2 separate regions of the Capsicum annuum genome follow, and region 1 is linked to region 2. Evidence: chromatin contacts called from public Hi-C data. All regions are on one chromosome and are shown on one strand. Each heading gives the region's core, a stretch centred on a gene start, on an enhancer-like site or on the middle of the called end of the contact. The rest is flanking DNA. Distances are from core to core; before and after follow the strand shown.

Region 1 (6,661 bases), core at 3,299-5,798, 38 kb after region 2:
AGAATGTCTTGTTAAATTCTTGTTGGGGCATTTGCGCAGGTTCTTTGATTGTGTCTAAACTTTCCACACCGTCCACGTGATACTTTCTATGCAGACATGTAGTCCATAATGCCTTTGCCTTAATTGTTATTCCTTGGTCTACCTGGTCTCGGCTTTCAGATTGGTGGAAGTACTATGATATCCAATACTTCTGTTGGATGTGCCACATTATTTCATCAGGAAGTGGAATAACTGAAAATTCATAGATTTTCAAATAATTTTTCTTTGTGTAATAAGCTGCACAGTAAGATTGTACATTCATATGAGTGTAACTCAATACTGCCATAGCATGAGGACATGGGATTCCATCAACCTGAAATTGTAGGCAGCTACATCTTTTTTTAACGCATACACACAATGCTTCACTTTTGAGTTTCATCAATCACAACATACATATGACTGGTAGAAGCCATTACCTATAATATACAACAAAATATTAAGCAACTATACCGTACCATATTTTAGTCAGTATGAAATACAAATAATAATACAGTTTCTTTACCTTCATTTTATCTGATAAAAAGAGATTTTCTCTCATTGTTGTGTTGTACTTGTTTCTCAATTTAGTAAATGTTGCCTGTGCATTTATTCTATTTTCATTATTCCATTTCATTACCAAATTCATCATGAATTGTAGTAGCTTTTTTATTAGCAGTTCTCTTGCCTTTCTATTTGCTGAATTTAGCGAATCTACAATATTTGAAGTCATCACCATGGATCTATTGACATTTGAATGTTCTATGGATCATTTTTCATAGCCAATTTCAAATAGGTAAGGCCTCAGCCTCACATCGATTTTGTTTGCATCTTCCATTAGTCGATCAAAATCTGCCTTTATGTAAGTACGAGCCATTGCAAAAAATGATTCCCTTTAGCTGCTTCTGATTCCTCTTGAATTTTTCTTTGATGTTGTTCCATAGATGATAGATGCATATACAATGAGCTGTATTTGGACATACCTTTTCAGTAGCCTTTATATACTTTTATGCCGATCAGATGTTGTGGACGTATTTTATTTTTCACCATATGCTATTTTAAACATACTAAAAAGCCATTTCCATGAAGCATCATTTTCAGAATCCACAATAGAATATGCTAATGGTAGAATTTTTTCTGATTATGCAAGTAAAAAAAGTCAAACATCTTAGACTATTATGAATAACGAATATTAAACTTTTACAATTTGTAATTGTGTTAAAAAGATGAATTTCTACATCTTTTAAGGAAGAACTATTGTATTTTACAAAAATTACTAAACCGGCCTGCTGCATCAAGCATGCTAGCACACAACATGGTCCCCCGGTACACTAATTTAAGGAAAGTACCATCAACAACTATTGTTGGCATGCAATATTTCCATCCTTTAATGAATGCATTCAATGTTACAAAAGCATACAGAAAGTGATTGTCCTCTGTCTTGTGTAGCCTTGTATATGAGCCTGGATTGATTGTATTTACCATATACAAGAAAGCTGACAGCTTAGCATATGATTCACGGAGGGAACCTCTGACTAGTTCAATTGCCTATTCTTTTGCTCTGTACGCCTTTTTGTAGTTCATCCTAATCCCATGAATGTTTCTCATTTCATCCATGATCTCTACGGAAGTGAATAATGATTTCAAATTTAGATACTTGTTCTTTACCATTTCAACAATGGTCAATGAAGTAGCATGACGTTGTGAAAATATTTTATCTGCAATTGCACAGGTGTGAATATCAAAGAATCTTGTCACCATAAAGACCTCTGACTATTTTTGACTTGAAGATTGAAAAGTCCATTGATATTTTTCATTCTCACATTGCAGATAGTACCTATTTAATACATTTATACAAAACAATGTTAGTTCTATTTGAATATTTTACTTACAGTAGCTCACTCGGTTCTCTACTTGTTGTAAATTTTAGGTGCAGAAATCTCATCTCAGGTTGGAATATGCCATAGACAACTTGAGAACAACTTTACTATACAAACAAAATCAGTTGACCTAATCAAAGGTTTCAAAGCCAAAAGATTCAAATCTATGATACAAATTCAGAACTCCTTAAAGCTTTTAAAGGCACCGACCTTCAAGTTTCAGTCATGGTCCCAAATGAACTCACTAACAACATCATTACCAATCAAACCTTAGCCGACCAATGGGCCAAAACCAATTTGTAACTTTTTATCCACACACGATGATCCGTTACGTTCTTTTTGAAAATAAAATCCTTAGTAACCCACCCAACATCTATCATTTTAAGCCCTCTGTAGATAAAACTCCACAAAGGTGTCACAAGCAGTAAGCAGGGCAAATACATTTTTGACTTTCTTGATTCAAAGTTTTTGATGCATTATATTTTCTTACTAGAAAAAAAGTCTTTTATAATGAGATAATGTAGGTTACTTAATTGCAAATGAGATAGAAAATATCATTTATTTGATGAGAAATAAAAAGGATTATTGAATTTTAATCGATTACATAACAGACAGCTCACATCATTGCATATGCACTATCTATAATCAATTGATACTATTTTATATCAGATTTATACACTTTTATACCATATTGATACACTTTTTTCAAAAAAAGAGAAGGGGAACCTATGCATGCATATAGAGTCTCTATACTCAATTGATACTCTTTTATTCCACATTGATACAATTTTTATTTTAAAGAGAGGGGATCCTATGCATGTACATGAAGTTCCTATACCTAAATGATACTCTTTTATACTGTATAGATACACTTTTGTAACAAGAGAGAAGGGGAACCTATGCATGCATATACAATATATATACCACATAAATGCCACATTGATACTCAATTAATACTCTTTTATAGTTTATTGATACACTTTAATACCACATTCATACAGTATATATACCAGATAAACACCACATTGATACTCTTTTATACTAGATTGATACACTTTAATACCACATTCATACATTATATATACCACACAAACACCGCGTTGATACTCAATTGATACTCTTTGATACTAGATTGACACACTTTAATACCACATTTATATAGTATATATACGACACAAACACCACATTGATACTCTTTTATATTAGATTGATATGCTTTAATACCACTTTTATACTACAAAATTTTGTGCATGTTTTTGTGCAATCTGTACATATACAGTCTATATAGCAAATTGATACAGTATATATGCTAAATCGATATAGTTTTTGTGTAGAGTCATACCTTGATGTTGATGATCTATTAATCCTAAATTGAAATCTATGTCTGATTGCATAATGCTTCATAACGCTAGTTATTGAATTTTATCCCAATACAGTTGCCTTTCTTCAACATCCTTATGAAGAGGATCCATTATTATAGGCTTTGGCTCATTTTCTAAGTGTTTCTCAGAAAAATCATCTTCAATACCAGAAAAGTGATTTGCTTCAATAGAAATGTGATGAATCTGTTTAGCATTTGACAATTCAGCAGCTGTAAATTCGACAGGGACTAGTGATATACACAATGGATACTCACTGATGTCGAGACTTTTTTTCTTCATTTGCATATACAATTTGACACTCATGCCATTATATATAGGCATAGATTCAGTCGTGACAATGTATTTGATATCCAATAAACCTTTAGTTGGATCTATATTTAACTGCTTATACAATTCAACAACAAATATATCGTAGGTAAAGTCATAACCGAGCAAAAATCCATTGATGATGAAATTCTGAAATTCAACCTCAGATATCCATTCACCTGCATATTTGATCATTATTGGTACTAAAACAAAAGTTGTAGACATTTTTTTTAATCAATTTTGAGTAAATTTTTAGAGATTTACACAAAAGGTTGTGGAATGTAAAAGGTAAAGATGAGTATCAGAAAAGATAATGAACGGAGAATTAGGAGTTTGAAGGGAAAGGAATTTGTGACTGAAAAGGAAAGAAGGTAAAGTTATATTTTAAATTTTTTATATTTTTCGGTTATATGTAGTTAAGCATACGCGAGTCACGAGTGGCTATTTAGCGGGTCTATAAATTTAGGTGTTAGTTTTATGAAATTATTTTAGTTTAGGTGTTATTTTTGTCCTTTCCCCAAATATATTGTATTCAAAACGTATTACAATTGCTGTTTGATTTTTTTTCATTTATTAATAACATTAAAAAATATATTAAACCTGAATTTCAAACATTCAAACTACTCAAATTAGTTTATGTGTTCATATATTATATTGTGTTAGAAATGTATTATATATGTATTTAGCTAATTTGTGTTTTTATATACAATCTCTAATTCGTATATTTAGCTACAAAATTGTAGCTACATCCCGTAACTAGATAAACTTTAGCTATGACTCTTTATTTATTGACTAAATATTAGCTATTTCTGATTTTTTTTTTTTCTTTCCATTCATAAGTAAGACTAGAGAATTCATTATCCATGTAAATTGGCCTATGCAAATTCATTGAGAATGAGAGAGGATAATTTTGTAAAGATATATTGGACCTAAGCAAAGAAATGGGGGTGTCACCGGCCCATGAAAGAACAGGCCCAGAACAGCCAACAGGGCCCAAATCCAAAGTTCGTCACCGAAGCAACAATCAAATAGGCCTTGAATTAGTCGGCATGATAAAAATAACATAAACATTAGGGGTGTACATAGGTCGGGTTAGTTCGATTTTTATTAAAAAAAAAAACAAACCAATCATGTTGGTTTATTAAAACTATAAACCAAATCAAACCAACATAAAATTGATTTTTTCGGTTTAGGTTTTAATCGTTTTTTCCGGGTTTTTGGTTTTTTCGATTTTTTTTATTTTTTTTTGTAATATTTAGTTTTTACAATTATATTGTGATCGAAGACTAGATCAAATATATTTCAACTCATGTGCTAATGAAAAATCATAATTATGAAAAAATAAGAAGCGAAAAACTCTCTTGAAACTAAAAAGTGAGATGAAGAGTGAAAAATTTAGGTTTTAAGTTAATATTGTGTTTTGGATCATTTAATTAGCAATTAATGTACAAATATTACAAATTAAAGGACCAAATCTAAATATATATCTACATCTACTTTCAAATTATTGAAAATTACTAAAACTAGTTGAAAAAGTATTTAAAAAGTAGATTATAATTAATATTTTATGTATAAAAAGTTTGAATAGTATATATATATATATATATATGTATGTACGTATGTATGTATGTATAAAATCGGTTTGATTTGGGTTCGGTTTGACTTTTTTTTGGTCAACACCAAACCAAACCAAGAGTTGTCGTTTTTTTTTCTAACGCCAAACCAATCAAACCAAACCATAAGTCATTTTTTTTTCTCGATTTGGTTTGATTCGTCGGTTCGGTTTGACTTGACGGTTTGGTCTGTACACCCCTAATAAACATACACCTTCACTTATCATATTTACACAAATCTTTACTCTTACAAAGTAATTACAAAAGTCTCAACTAATTATGTATCTTTGATGAATGTATCAGGAACTAATTATGTATCTCGACATACCCAAAATCAAAAAAAAAAAATCAAAAACTAATTATGTATCTTCATAAAGGAAAAACTGTATCTTAGTTGGATGTGTTATGTATCTTAACAGACCCAAAATCAGAATTTTAAGTAATTAACAAAATATCAAAATTTTTTGTAATAAAACTCCAAGCTGTCGGGATTTATGTTGTTTGCCCATTTAATTTTGTTGTTTAAATATATTTTTTTTATCGCCCTTTAGCAAATGAATTTATACCTAATGGGACATAATATTTTAGAAATTAATGTCATATCGAGACATAATTTATGAGATATTATGATAGGAGAATATAAATTTACGCACGAAAGAAAATTTATAAATTATAAAGGACAAAGATTTAAATATCAACACAAAATAAAAGAAAAATGGAAATGACTCGTTATTTTGTCCAAAGACAAGTGGTGCAAATTAGTAACACAAAATTAACCATGTAGAGATGTATTATATATGAAAATTATTAATGAAGGAATCGTATAGAAGGAATTTTCTGTTAATAGGATATCAGATTTAATGTTAATATATTATATATAAATTACCTATTTATAAAGTAGGTCATTTAAAGACATTAAATCTAACAACTAAAAAAAGAAAGAAAAACATTGCAGATTTAAATTATCCCTTTTATATTATTTAGGAGAATTTTTGACCGAAATAAGCTATTTTTTGAATCAATTCACCAAAACAATATATTTTTAAATTTTTTTAAAAAACTAGTATAAACGTATTTTCCAGTAACGTATTACCTTATTATTTTATTAAAAAATGTAAAAGCAAAAACTGACGGTGTTTGATTTTTAAGGGATGATAAAACGTTACTTACAGTAACGTATTATAACTAATTCGTTACTGTTATTAACGTTTTCCAAAAAATAAAATTATCATGCCTAATACTTGCAACCAGTGTCCTAATTGAAAAGAAAATTCTCTCTCTTTCACTTGGTAGCGAGTGCTCTAATTTAGAGGAGAAAAAAAAATTGTTGTCGTCATTTTCGACGCCTCTGGCTACTCCATCTCGTCTCTTTCAATGCCTCTGGCTACTCCATGCATCTAAGTAATTGTTTGTTCGGCTGTGTTTCAAATTGCGGAACCCTAGGCTCAACGTCATAGAAAGGGTG
Region 2 (6,130 bases), core at 616-3,115:
AAGGGAGGAGCATAAGAGGTCATTCTTGAGGTAGGGGTGGGAATACTACCATCAGGATACGTTTGCTGCCTCCAATCTGAATTATACTCGGCCTCTATAACTGCCCATCTCTCTTCAAAAATCCCTGATAAATGCTCGGCCATAACATGAACATCTTGCCCTTTAGGGTTATAAGTCATGGCATTACGAAAGACAAGTCTTACGTCTTCTGCGAATTCCCTTGGAAACTTGTACCAATTCTCAGATAGCCTAGTCTTAATCGTGCCCAAATCCATAGGATGCTTAATGATGTCATGATAATCATGCAAACCGAGAGCTTCCGCGTTCACTGGCTCATTAAACACCCAACCATGCTGGTGTTTCATTAACCTCTGAAGCAAGCTGCTACAATTCCTAAACACCTGAAGTCTATGCTTATCAAACCCAGACACAAACGCAAACCCATTCTCTGAATTAGCACTATGCCTCCCCGAGCCATTAGGCTTAAATCTTTTATTGCTTTCAGGAGGCAATCTATCTTTACCAAGTAGGAACTCGGAATTCCTGTAATACTGGTTAGCCTTCGGGATCCTCTTCTCCTTCTCCATAAATTCATTAGAACCATTACTGTTTTCGACAGTCAGAAAACTAGGTTGCTGGAATGGCCTTGATCCAATATGCCCCGCTGAACGCACACCAGAATGCATTCGCGCTAAAGACCTATTCTTGATCACACCATTATCTATATATCCCGGATGACTATACGAGCTAATAGAACCGCCAGGAACAGTAGTAGTAATACTACCAGCATTAATACTACCGCCATTTATACTCGTCCTACACGTTGTAAGCTGAATCTGTTTAGCCTCGAGCTCGTTTACCAAGCTCCTAACTTGATCAAGCTCACTCTTAAAACTCATACTTAGCTCTCTAATATCATCTCTCGACTTCACTCCAGTTAAATTAATCCTAATTCTATCACGAATTCTCGAAATTACCGGCTTTATATACCCATTCTCCACTTCAAGATTGTAACTTCGTCGCTCATTTCTATGATTCTGTGTCGGGGCTAGGGTTCCACTGCTCCCTTCTGGTACTTCACCAGCTCCGCTGCCGCCACCAATAGCTTCAGGTACATCTCTACCACCTCCCTCTTCCTCCGCCGCCGCCTGTATCAGTTGCTCCGGCGATTCCGCTTTCTCAGCATCTAGGTTTTGTAAGGACGGCTCCGGCACATTATCATTCTCGTTCGTATCCCTCCCGCCGTTGCATGTAACATCCGGTTCAGCTGCAGCTGAGCTGACGGCGGCGGTGTTCGCCGGAAAATCATCAGTGTTAGTATTTTCTAGGGTTTTGCGGCGGCGCTTGCGGGTATAAACTTTGTAATTATCGCCCCAACGAAGGCTATTTCTGGGATTCAAATCGTTTAAATCTGAATCCATACATGTAATTCAAAATTATTTTAACCAAAAACTGTTGAACAAACTAAACCCTAACCCTAAAAAACTCGAAAACCCGACCCACAAAAAACACAACAACTAGGATCTGATTGAGGTAAACACTTCAATTTTCCCCCAAATTGAAAATTGGAAACCCTAGATCGGTCGGAAATCGAAGAAGTACGGAACTAGGGCTTTTCGGAAAAGGAGGAGGAAAACAGAAATTAGGAAAAGTTGAAGGATCTGTTGAGAAAATAAGAAAAGTTTAGGAGTGAGATTGCAGATTTTATTTTTTTTCGATTGAGAGAAAATGTCTTCGATCCGAACTCTACTCACCTACTTTCTTCCTTTCTTTTAAGTACTCATTATATTTTATTGGTCAAACCAGTTGACAGGCACTCAACTTGATACCATATTTTATTTTGTCACCTCAATTAAGCTTTTGTATATTTTGAACACTTAAATAATTTAGAATTTATAGTTTTAAACACTTTTTCAATAATTAGCTAAAATACAAATTATGTGTATTACACACGCCAAGCATAATGACCACTTAAAAAATGACATCTGGCATTTGAGACTAAAAAAAATCATTAAAAATAAATTATAAAAAGATTACTAACTTTTATAAAAAAAAAAAGTTAGCTTCTTAACCAATCCTCTCCTCCTCCCATAATTCCCCCGCCATAACCATTACTCCCTTACTAATAACTATCTTTCACTTCATTTTTTAATCTTTTTTTTTTTAATTCAGATAAACTTCATAAGAGAATTTAAAAAAGAAGCTAGAAACGACACGAAACATCACACCAACAGCTGCTAACTAAAAAGTCGTAGTTAAAAAAATGAATGGATAAAATCTGAAAATTAAGAAACTGAAACTGTGGATTTTTATTTTTGCAAATGAAATGGATTATTAATTCGTATGATTGTTCTAAAAAAATAAAGTATTTGTCAGAAATTTCTTGAAATCCAGATTCGATTTCTTTTCATTATAAACTTCTTTTCTTTTCTTTTAATTTTTTTCTGTCTAGTTTTAATTAATAGGCAAAATTATCAACTGCATTAATATATTAATATAGTGAGATAAAATCTTGAAAGAAAAATGAAGTTTCATAGGACTTCTTTTTTTGATGATTTTTTTTAAGAACTTAAAGTTTATTTTTGATTCTGATTAAACGCAAAAGAAAATGTCACGTGTTTTAAGAGAATGATGGTGGTCTTATTTTTTATGTTGAACAAGTTAACAATGGTGGATAATTTGTTAATGGTAGAATCTTAAATGGAGAAGAAAGAGAAAAAGAAGAAAGAAAGAAGAAAGCTGAAGAAGATGAAGGGAATAAAAAGAATAAAAAATTCAAAAACAAAGTCATTTTTAGACTCTTCGCGCGCCTAGTTGAGGTGAAAATCAGACAAGTTGTCAAGTCAGCAGAAAGTGTCAAAATGACACAGTTAGACCTTATTTTAGGTGCCTAAAGTGAACAACATCCACTTGAAGTGGCAAAGTGAAAGATGGTGTCAAGTTAAAGGGTCTGTCGATGGATTTGGCCTATTTTATTTGTTTTTTGATTTTTCATCCGATAATTAATACCTGTATTAGATCGACAACTCACGTCGAAAAGTTCAACATTAAGGGTAAAGCTCTTCTTAAGAAAGGCGACTCCATATTCTTGGGAGACTCAACCCTGAAACCTCTAATCTATCCATATATATATATATATATATATATACATATATATATATATATATATATATAATAGGAGAAGTAAAAACGCCACATGTCAGCACCACAAAAGTCAATAATTTGTTTTTTAAGAAAATTATTTTACAAATCTATCTAAAAAACTATCTCTATTTATATCTAATACTAGTTATTAATAGTCCGTGTTAGGCACAGGCCCAACAAATATTTTTAAAAAAATTATTTTAATTATTGTGATTTATAGTATTTTTTAAAAATATATAACATATTATTTTCTTAGATATTTTAAATTGTTAACTATTGTAATTTATAATACTTTTTATGTAATTTTCAAATGCTTAGATGACTATAATAATTAATTATGGATGATATAGTAAAGCTACGAGTGAAGCATCGAAGCAGATATGTCTTAATGACTCACAAAAACTAATTAGAAGCGATACAATAAAACTACTAAAAAAAAATACTTGTGAAAAAATTTAAATGGTCACAATAATTAATTAGGAGTGATATAGTAAAATCACGATTGAAACAACAAAGCAGACATATCTAATTAGAAGTGATACAACAAAATTACTATAGAAAAATACCTGGTGAAGCAGCTGAAGCAGACATTTCGTAAATATCTATTTTACTTTTTAATTGAATATTATTAATTTTCTAATACATAAATAACTTATAATAATTAATTAGAGATAATATAATAAAATCACGGAGGAAGCAGCTTATGAAGCAGGCAGGATCATAAATATCTATTTTACTTTTTTATTAAATATTATTAATTTTTTACTACATAAATAACTTATAATAATTAATTACAGATCACATAATTAAAATCACGGAAGAAGCAGTTGATGAAGCAGACAGGAGTAGCAGGTATACTGACGGAGAGCTGCCTGTTTCTCCTGCCTTTTGCCTTTTTTTTTTTGGTTGAAGGGGGAGCATAATATTTAATAATAAAATAGAGTTATTACAAAATAGGTTTTTAGGACCTGCCTGGTCCTCTAAAAACCGATGGTCTATAGCAACAATTATAGTAGATACTTGATTAGATGTAACCTTTCTAGGATAACTAGTTCCTAATTTGTTTGCTTCCAGTAGATCGTTCACAGACAAAGGTGGAGCTGTCAAAATTTGCATCTGGTCAAAACATGGCTCCCCTCCCCTTGATCTTGCTAGTGCATCAGCGACCTTATTCTATTCTCTGCATATGTGCTTCAGTACTGGGTTGCCTAGTCTCTAGATTAAGTACCTGCATTCGGAGATGATATTGCAGTAGCCAAGATGGTTAGCATGAATCATATTGATTGCAGTAGTTGAATCCGAGTTAATTTCGAGAGGCTAATCTGAGACGTTCTAGGATGGCTAATAGTTCAGCCTGTTATGCATCAACATGGGGTAGGTATTTTGTGTAGCCTAGTGTCCAGTTTCCTTCATGGTCTCTAAAGACACCTCCCAGCCTACCTGGACCCAGTTGGCAAGTTACACTTGCGTCAGTGTTAAGCTTGTGCATGCCCAGTTGAGGAGGTTCCCAGTTAAGGTAGATAGTGGAGGTAGGTTTGGGGTAATTGGTTGGGTTGTCAATGATTAAGGCATATTTATTTGCGAGTGCTAAGGTTTGTTCAATAGAGATATTATCATCTTTGTTATTAAACAAGTTATGGTTCCTGTTTATCTAAATATTCCACAAACAGAAGGGCAGAATGGTTTCCCAAGAGTACCAGGTATTAAAGGGCTTATTCCCCAGATCCTTCCAGGTGTCAACCCCGTTTTGATTATTGAGGAATACAGAATTGAAGGAGGCGATGGAGGAACTTTTAGAGGCAATCCCATCCCAGAAGGTTATGGATTTGAGCATTAGAAGGAGATATGAGAAATGTCTTCTACACTATTAGGACACGGCTTGCAGTGAGGTAAGACCCCCATATCAAGGTGGTTGAGGTAGCTCCCAGTAGGCAATCTGTTATGATTAAGGGTTAACTGATGAGTTTATCCTCCTAATCAGTTTGAAGTACCTTGTCTATGGACAGTATCAAGGGTTAACTGATCTTCGCCTTTGTTAAGGGGGCCTGTCACATAACTCTTGATGGACTGGTGGTTGGGAATCCATTTGTCCATGAATAATTTGACTCTGTTCCCTTTATACACAGTCCATCTATGGTGTTTTGATCATATGGACCAGCCCTCTTCAATGCATTTCCAAGTTCTGGAGCATGCCATTTGGGTTAGGCTTGTATGATAGTTTCTACAATATTTGTTGTAAAGGGTTTTTGCCCAAATGGATTGGGTGTTATTGTACATTCTTTATGCTAGACTAGTGTGGGTAGCTTTGTTTCTATTTTCACATTTTTGCAGTCCCAGACCTCCTCTCTCTTTGGTCAAAGAAACAGTTTCCCAGCTAAGCATGTGGAGTTTTTTCTTATCAGCAGTGGTACCCCAGATAAAATTCCTTTGAATTTTGTTTATGGTTTTTAAAATTTTGTTAGGAAGTTTGACAAATTGCATAACAAGGGAGGGGATGGAAGCAAGGGTAGATTTAGTGAGAACTAGTCTCCCAGCCATAGATAAGATGTTGACTTTCCATCCAGCAAGTCTTTTATGTATATTGTCTATGATGAACTGGAAGTCACTATTGTTTATCTTAGCATGGAAGATGGGGAAACCCAATTACTTACCAAAAGAGTCACTGGGATTGATTTTGAGGATGGTAGAGCAAGAGGAAATGGTAATGTCTTTGCAGTTGGAGGAGAAGACCACTTTGGACTTGGTTTGATTGATCTTTTGGCCTGAATGATTACAAAAAGCATTAAGGACATGGTTAATAGCCTGGCATGCTTCAGGATTGGCTTTAGAAAACAGAGTTAGGTCATCAGCAAAGAAAAATTGGGATATGAAAGGGCCATGGTGGGAGATGTTGATGGGTTTCCATTCTTTACTGAGAACTTGAGAGTCAATGGCCCTGGATAGCCTTTCTATGCATAGAATGAAGAGGTAGGGGAAAGGGGATCCC

What was found. A called contact is a pair of places that touch in the nucleus more often than the background predicts.
Region 1: a contact with region 2 is called in a Hi-C map of leaf, with 3 times the contacts expected there. The contact joins the enhancer-like site here to the promoter of LOC107878621 in region 2. A contact is called at or near these places in 2 of 5 Hi-C or Micro-C datasets (leaf and placenta).

Annotation. Positions count from the first base shown.
Region 1 is chr7:220,169,718-220,176,378 of UCD10Xv1.1, forward strand. No RefSeq gene overlaps it. Among protein-coding and RNA genes, the nearest start is that of LOC107878621, 37 kb to the left of the region's middle. Within about 2 kb of position 4,549, at least 1 of the 5 cell types and tissues checked has an H3K27ac peak or open chromatin away from gene starts, as enhancers often do.
Region 2 is chr7:220,133,967-220,140,096 of UCD10Xv1.1, forward strand. It overlaps LOC107878621 (transcription factor GTE4), which reads right to left and starts at 1,866. Exons shown (of 5, transcript XM_016725676.2): 1 at 1-1,866. The coding sequence starts at 1,421.